2 separate regions of the Ovis aries genome follow, and region 2 is linked to region 1. A link is a contact called in public Hi-C data. All regions are on one chromosome and are shown on one strand. Each heading gives the region's core, a stretch centred on a gene start, on an enhancer-like site or on the middle of the called end of the contact. The rest is flanking DNA. Distances are from core to core; before and after follow the strand shown.

Evidence for each region. A called contact is a pair of places that touch in the nucleus more often than the background predicts.
Region 2: a contact with region 1 is called in a Hi-C map of liver, with 6 times the contacts expected there. The contact joins two enhancer-like sites. A contact is called at or near these places in 14 of 16 Hi-C or Micro-C datasets (blood, hypothalamus, liver and 6 more).

What each region holds. Positions count from the first base shown.
Region 1 is chr5:63,667,997-63,671,831 of ARS-UI_Ramb_v3.0, forward strand. No RefSeq gene overlaps it. Among named protein-coding and RNA genes, the nearest start is that of LARP1, 38 kb to the right of the region's middle. Within about 2 kb of position 2,220, at least 5 of the 54 cell types and tissues checked have an H3K27ac peak or open chromatin away from gene starts, as enhancers often do. A contact at or near this core is called in liver, where this site is marked.
Region 2 is chr5:63,785,836-63,789,670 of ARS-UI_Ramb_v3.0, forward strand. It overlaps LARP1 (La ribonucleoprotein 1, translational regulator), which reads left to right. Exons shown (of 19, transcript XM_042250665.2): 12 at 1-58; 13 at 181-386; 14 at 853-959; 15 at 1,776-1,927. Among named protein-coding and RNA genes, the nearest start is that of CNOT8, 37 kb to the right of the region's middle. Within about 2 kb of position 1,951, at least 3 of the 54 cell types and tissues checked have an H3K27ac peak or open chromatin away from gene starts, as enhancers often do. A contact at or near this core is called in liver, where this site is marked.

The sequences.
Region 1 (3,835 bases), core at 970-3,469:
CAGCCCTCCAGGTCCTCTTATCTCCAGGGCCCCGAGGCTGCTGGTTCCTGGGACTAGGCCCACCCTCCCTGGGGACACCAGATGGATGGGACTGCAGGGGCTGCGTGGGCCTGATATGGTGGCCCCTGGCCTTTATCAGTGGGGCCCGGGGCTCTGGCCAGGTACACGGGCCTGTCTGGTGGAGGGAGAAGTGGAGAGTGGATGCTCAGCTCCTGTGCAGACGAGATACAGGATGGGGACTTTCTTTAGTAATTAAAAAAAAAAAAACAACCCTATATTGCTTTCTCTGATTAGAAAGATTCAGGTATGTTACAACAAATGTAACAGAACAGAAATACATGGTATTGAAAGCGAAAGTGCCCGTGAATCTGTTTCCTATGCACAATCCCCAGGCCTAGTTTGGGGTTATCTCTCCAGATTTTTTGTGCACATAGATTAACCTTGGCAATTATTTACTGGATTGGAGTCGCGATAGGTTCCAACCCTGCAGCTTCTTGGCTTCCTAAGTGTTACTTCATCTCTCCGCGCCTCAGTCTTCTCATCTATAAAACCTTGCATGCACATGAGGCGTGCGGCCCAGGCTCAGCCCCCAGAGATCTCTCTCCATAACCATCAGGGTCTCCTGCCTTGTTGCGTAACTGCCTTTATTTTTCTTTTAACAATGCAACATGCACATCTCACCGTATTGGTGCCAAAGATGTAGCCCACTCCTGACAAATTCAAAGTTTTCCTTATATGTGTGAATTATCATTTATTTTTTTAACCAATTTGATTGTGGTATGATTTACATAGAGTAAAATGTACCCATTTTAAGAGAACAGTTCAGTGAGTTTCACAAATTTATATACATCCATGTAGCCACCACCGTCATCAAGACCTGGAACATTTCTGTCGCCCCCAAAATTCCCTCATGCCCTTTTGTTACCAATCTCTTGTCCTCATACCCAGCCCCAGGCAACCAATAAACTATTTCCTGTCCCTAGAGTTTAGATTTCCCTTTTCCAGAAATTTATTTGTTTACTTTTTGGCTGTGTCAAGTCCTAGGTGCAATACACGGGCTCTCTCGTTGCAATGCACAGACTCTCCGGTTGTGATGCAGGGCTCAGTAACTGCGGCAGGCATGCTGGCTCAGCGGTTGAACCCCCCAAGCTCAGTAACTCCATGGCTTGTGGGATCTTAGTTCCTTGACCAGGGACGGAATCTTGCATTGCAAGGCAGATCCCTAACCACTGGACCACCAGGAAAGTCCTCCAGAATTTCACTTTAATGGATAACACGGCAGGCACTCTTTGGGGCAAGGCTTCCTCACCAAGCGTGATGTTTCTGAGGCTCACCCATGTTGCTGTGTCCTGAGTTCATTGCCTTTCATTGCAGAAGAGTGTTTTACCGCTTCGATGTGTCAGTTTGGGTTTCCCTTCACCTGTTGAAGAACATTTGGATTATTTCCGTTTGGAACTATACTCTTATTTTTAAAGCTGCAGAGTAGAAGGACCTTAAGATTGTTTTCCAGGTGTTTATTGCTACCTTATACTGTAATGAGCAGCCCTACACATCTCTATGGTCATTATTGCCAGAGGAGGCTAGAGGCATAATAGAAAAGAATTTTTTAAACAGATCCTTTTGTTCCAGCTGGAATCCCAGAGGCCCAGACACAGCAGGCCATCTGCCCCAAATCACCCTGTGAATCAGTTACTATGCAGAGGTCAGGATCCAGCTCTGCCTTTACCCTCCTCTCCCTCGCAGAGAGTAGGGTAAATGCTCCACAAGGAACACCCCAGTGCATCTCCTCACGACGAGGATGGTGAAGGTGGTGGTGATGGTGTCCGTGTTGCCCACCAGCGCTCAGCGCTCGACGAGGATGGTGAAGGTGGTGGTGATGGTGTCCGTGTTGCCCACCAGCGCTCAGCGCTCGACGAGGATGGTGAAGGTGGTGGTGATGGTGTCCGTGTTGCCCACCAGCGCTCAGTGCTCAGCAGTGTCTCATGTGCTTTGCATGGATCTGCTCGTGTTAATCCATACAATACTTAACCGAAGGAGGTGAAATTATGTGTTCCCATTCTATAATTAAAGAAAATGAGGCATAGAGAGGCTAAGCATCTTGCCTGAGGTCTCAGAGCCAGGAAGTGGCAGAGTTGAGACTTGTACCAGACAGGGGAGCTCCAGAGCCACTGTCCTCAGACACATTGGCCTTAAATCCCTGCTGAGCAAGGCAAGTGGGATGTGCCATGGTGGCGCAACCCGAAGCAAACATCAGGCAATCTGGGCTTCGTGTTCCCAGCTTTGCTGTGTGGTGTGAGCCACCCCTTTCTGTCTCCGGGACTCAAGTTCCCCACCTACTAAAAGGGAAAGGGGGCAGTTGGGCAAGGCGGCTCCAGGATCGCTTGACAGTGTGGTTCTAGACTATTTTCTAGAGCCGGGAATACAGGAGAAGAGGGAGCTAGAGCTCGTGGTTTCGCTCCCCAAATGAGGTCAGGAGAGGCAGGTGGTCTGGAGGCTTTTCTAGGCTGGACTCTTGGAGGCCTGGTCTCAGGACACAGTGGCCAGGATGGTGACCTGAACAAGAGATTTGGCTTTTGTCCACTGAGGCAAGCAGGCCGGCCCTCTGGTCAGAGCATATTTCAGTGCTGACTTGGGCGCCTGAAGTCATGGAGTCAGCATCAGCAGATACCCAGCACTCGGGAGCACCACGCCCCGGGTTTGAGCCCTCCCTCGCCCTCCAGGCCACCTATCTCCTCACTGCCCTGGCCCCGGCCCTCAGGACCTGTACTCTAGGCACCCCTGCCTCTCTCTCCAGCCTCAGTGAAAACATATGCACAGCCCTGTCCTCAAGTTTATAGCAACAAAGGATGTATGCACTATCCACATTTATTGAGCACTGTTAATATTTACATGAATTAATATTTAATCTTCCCAAAGACCCTATGGTGCAGATAGCATATTATCACATTTTACAGAGGGGATGTCTGAAACTCAGAGAAGCTGAGAGCTTGGCCCCAGGTCAGACAGAATGCACACGTCAGAGCCAGGATGTGGGTCCAGACAGGCTGACCCTGAGCACACACTCTGTACCCACCTCACTACTTCGTTCTCCCTACCTAATGGCATCCCACAGCCTCTGGCTCCTTCCTGATACCATCCCTCTTACAACCATCCCTGTCCATCAGCCAGAGGTGGGAGAACAGTTTTGCTGTTAAGGACACAGTTCCTTAGAGGTGATGGTCTTGGGTTCAAATCCTGACAGCACCATTCACTGGTCGTGTGTCTCTGGGGGCAAGCCTCACAACCTCGCTGAGCCTCACCTTGATCCATTCGTGATTGCATGCCTGCTGCCGTGTCTGACTCTTGGTGACCCCACAGACTGTAGCCCGCCAGGCTCCTCTGTCCATGGGATTCTCCAGGCAAGAATACTGGAGTGGGTTGCCATTTCCTCCTCCAGGGGATCTTTCTGACCCAGGGATCGAATCAGTGTCTCTTGGTCTCCTGCCCTGGCAGGCAGGTTCTTCCCACTAGTGCCCCCTGGGAAGCCTGAGCCTCACTTTGGGCCTCTATCAAATACAAATGACAACCAGATCCACTTCATATAAATCATGAATGTAGACCACCGGTTCTCAAAGTATGGTCCAGGGACCCCTGAAGATCTCCAGGACGCTTTCAAGGGGATCCCGAGGTCACAGCTGTTTTCATTGTAAGACTAAGAGCTTTCACAATCTCATTCTCTCACGAGTATACTATGGAGTTTCCCAGAGGCAACGTGTCACGGTATTTCATAGCAGATAGAACGCAGACGCAGATGTGAGAAGCCAGCTGCTCTCTATTAAAGCAGACAATAAAGAGA
Region 2 (3,835 bases), core at 701-3,200, 120 kb after region 1:
GAGCCCCCTGTGGACCCCAACCAGGAGGTCCCTCCTGGACCCCCTCGCTTCCAGCAAGGTGAGAGATGACCCCTGCCACCCTGGCCTGAGTGGGAGAGTCTGGAGCTGTCTGGTGGGGCTTCTGGGGGCAGGCAGGCACCGGCCTACCTCTGCTCACTGTCACCACTCTTGATTCTGCAGTTCCCACTGATGCCCTGGCCAACAAGCTGTTTGGTGCTCCCGAGCCTTCCGCTATCGCCCGCTCTCTACCAACCACTGTCCCAGAGTCGCCAAACTACCGCAATGCCAGGACCCCCCGCACACCCCGGACACCGCAGCTCAAAGATTCAAGCCAGACGTCACGGTTTTATCCAGTGGTGAAGGAAGGTCGAACCCTGGATGCTAAGGTGAGGTGTTGATGCTAAGCCGCTAAGTCTTGGGCTCACTTGACGGCCTTCCAGGGCTCCGCTTCTTCCCTTGTCTTGAGCTAAGAAAGTACCGCATCCCCCCGCCCTACCCCTCCCTGCTCCGGATTAGGCTAGTGGGCCCACTGGGATTGAGTGGCTCCATCTGCAGTGTGGAATGGGGTCTGGGAGTGGTGGCCCAAGCAGCCATGATAAGATCTAAGGAGAACTGACAGGTCCTTGAGCAGATCACATCACCCACAAGCCTCAGTTTTGTCACCTGTCAAGTAGGTGTGCCAGCTCCTCCTTACAGCTGTGGACAGCGCATGAGACTAGATATGAAAATGCTTTGTAAATTGTGAGATAACTCAGACTTTGGGAGGGTATCGTAATCTTACAAATACTTGATGCTTCTCAGAGTCATATGAGTATGACTGTATATTAACAAATCCCATACTGACCTTTGCAGACGCCTCGGAAAAGGAAGACAAGACACAGCTCGAACCCACCTTTGGAGAGTCACGTGGGCTGGGTGATGGATTCCCGCGAGCATAGGCCCCGGACTGCTTCCATCAGGTGTGGGCTGTGGGAAAGGGGGTCAGGCTGACTGCAGGGAGGGCAGCAGAGCTGTGACAGTGATGAGACCAAGACCTCTGGGGCCCTCATCCAAATCCAAAAAACCGGTAGTCTAGAGAGCTTAATCCAGATCCTGGGAAGAGGAAGGCTGCTTTCTGAAGTATGGTGGCTGCATGGCATTCTCATGGGAGGTTTGCTCAGTTGATTTCAGACATGCATATTTGCTGCCTCCCTCTGGATAGCTCGGGAGTTAAATAAAAGTACAGCTGTGTCTGCTGGATACAGCTTCTGGGGGTAGGGCCTGGATTCCTTTTTATTCTCAGGAAAATGACCCCAGTGTTCTGAATTCCAGAGCAGGTTTGGGAGCCATTGACCTATGCACTCTTATTTATTCCCTGCAAAGATAGATGGTGGTTTTGCAAAAAATATGGATGGGTTAACCCATTTCAGCTTGTTAAGGAAAGTTAAATGTTAACATGGGATAAATAAATAGCTAAAAGCTCAGGTTTGGTCATTGTACAGATCTGAGATGTTAAATATTAGCTCTGTGACAGGGCAAGACTCCCAGTCTCTGTAAGCCCCAATGTCCTCACTGTTAAAAAAACATCCAAAGGTTGGTTGAGTAAGTGAGACCCATGGATATAATAAGTGAGATCCATGCATATAGTTAATGAAGGGTCTAGTACAGTAGCTGGGCCTGTCTGTTACACTGAGAGGCTGGATGTTGAAGGCTGGAAGGCACCAGAGGGACCCCTGCTGTCTGATGGTTGGCTGCTCTAGGGAACCTGGTGACACTCTGTTTCATGGTCTCTGCAGCTCCAGCCCCTCAGAAGGCACGCCTGCAGTTGGCAGCTATGGCTGTACCCCTCAGTCGCTGCCCAAGTTCCAACATCCTTCCCACGAGCTGCTCAAGGAAAACGGCTTCACACAACACGTCTACCACAAGTATCGTAGGCGCTGCCTTAATGGTAAGAAGCACAGAGGGAGAGGGTGGAGCTTCCTGGGCCACTACTGAGATCCAGAGTAAGGGCTAGTGGAGCAGGTGACTGTTCTCTCTAGCCTCAGAGCAAGAAGTGACATAACATTATAGCAGGAAGGACTGAAGTTAGTTTTAGAATATAGGAGGCAAAGAGGATCTGGTGCTTAGAATATTCCTGTTCCTTGATTTTTCTCTATTGATCTTAAAAAAAAAAAAAATCCAGGAGTTTTCTTTCCTGTTTCTGATGAAACCATCAATGTTACAAACAAATATGCATGAGACAGCATATATTCTCCAGAAAGATGATGACCTGTGGACCAAATCCAGCCAGCAACCTGTCTTTGTACTGCCCTAGAGCTAAGAACAGTTTTTGTTTTAACATTTTTAAGTAGGGGTGGGGAGGGTGAGACTTTATGACAGAGACCGTATGTGACCTGCAAAGCCTAAAATATTTACTCTCTAGCCCCTTACAGAAAAAAAGATGGCTAACCCCTACTCTAGATGAGAATGTAAGGAGAGAACCTCTCTAGACACTCACATGTTTCCTTTTATCACAAAAGGAGATAACCTTTTAACTGTAGGCTTTTCTTAGGTTGTCTCTAAAGATGCTCATAGCCATGCGCACTTAGAGTTACTGGTCACTCAGCCTCCTTTTATTCAACAAAACATGGCTGCTCAATGCTTGATTCGTTAACCTTCCGTCTTCATGTTGTATGTGTGTGTAATAACAGCTTTAGTGTAAATACAGTTCACACTATATGATTCACCTGTTTGAAGTGTACAAACTCACTGGCTTTTAATATATTTGAGTTGTGCATCCATCACCAGAATCCATTTTAGAACATTTTGGTTACCTTAGAAGTAAGCCCTGTGCCCCTTACTAGTCATTCCCCCTCCCTCCACCTCCCCAACTCTTCCCAGACCTACACAACCACCAATCTGCTCGCTCTCTATGGATTTGACTTCATAAACATGGACTCATGACACGTGATCCTTTGTGACTGGCTTCTTTCCTTTAGTGTATAATTTCAAGGTTCATTTATGTTGTACCATGTATCAGTACTTAATGCCTTTTTATTATCAAACAACATTCCACTTTGTTTATCCATTCATCAGTTGGTGGACAAAATTTCTGCTTTGTCTTTTCATGAGTAGTGCTACTTTGAACATTCCTGTACATGTTTTTGTGTGGACATAGGTTTTCATTTATCTTGAGTGGAACCGTGTAATTCCCGGGTCATATAATAGGGTAGTTTTTGTAACCTTTTGAGGAATTGCTGCAAGACTGTTTTCCTAAGTAGCGGCATCATTTTATATTACTCACAGCAGTGTATGAGGGTTCTGATTGCTCCATATCCTCCTGACACTTACTAAGGTCTTCCTTTTGAGTATAGCCATCCTAGTGGGTGTGTAATGATATTCTGTAATGGTTTTGATTTTATTTGATATGGTTTTGATAGCTAATATTGTTGAGCATTTTTTCATATGCTTAATGGCCATTTGTATATCTTCTTTGGAGAAATGTCCATTCATATCCTTTGTCTGTTTTTTAACAATTATTTGTCTTTGTTATTAAGTTGTAATTAGTTTTTATTCTAAATATAAGTCCCTTATCAGATAATATAATTTGCAAATATTTTTCCCATCTTGTGGATTGCCTTTCCACCTTGTTTGTTGATCATGTCCTTTGAAATACAAAGGTTCTTAATTTTTAAATGATACCAGATTTTTAAAATTTTATCTGTTTGTTCTTTGGTGTTGTGTGTGTGTGTATATATATTTTAAAATTTTTAATTGGAAGATAATTGCTTTACAATATTGTGTTGGTTTCTGCCATACATCAACATGAATCAGCCATAAGTATGTATGTGTCTCTTCCCTCTTGAACTGCCCTCGC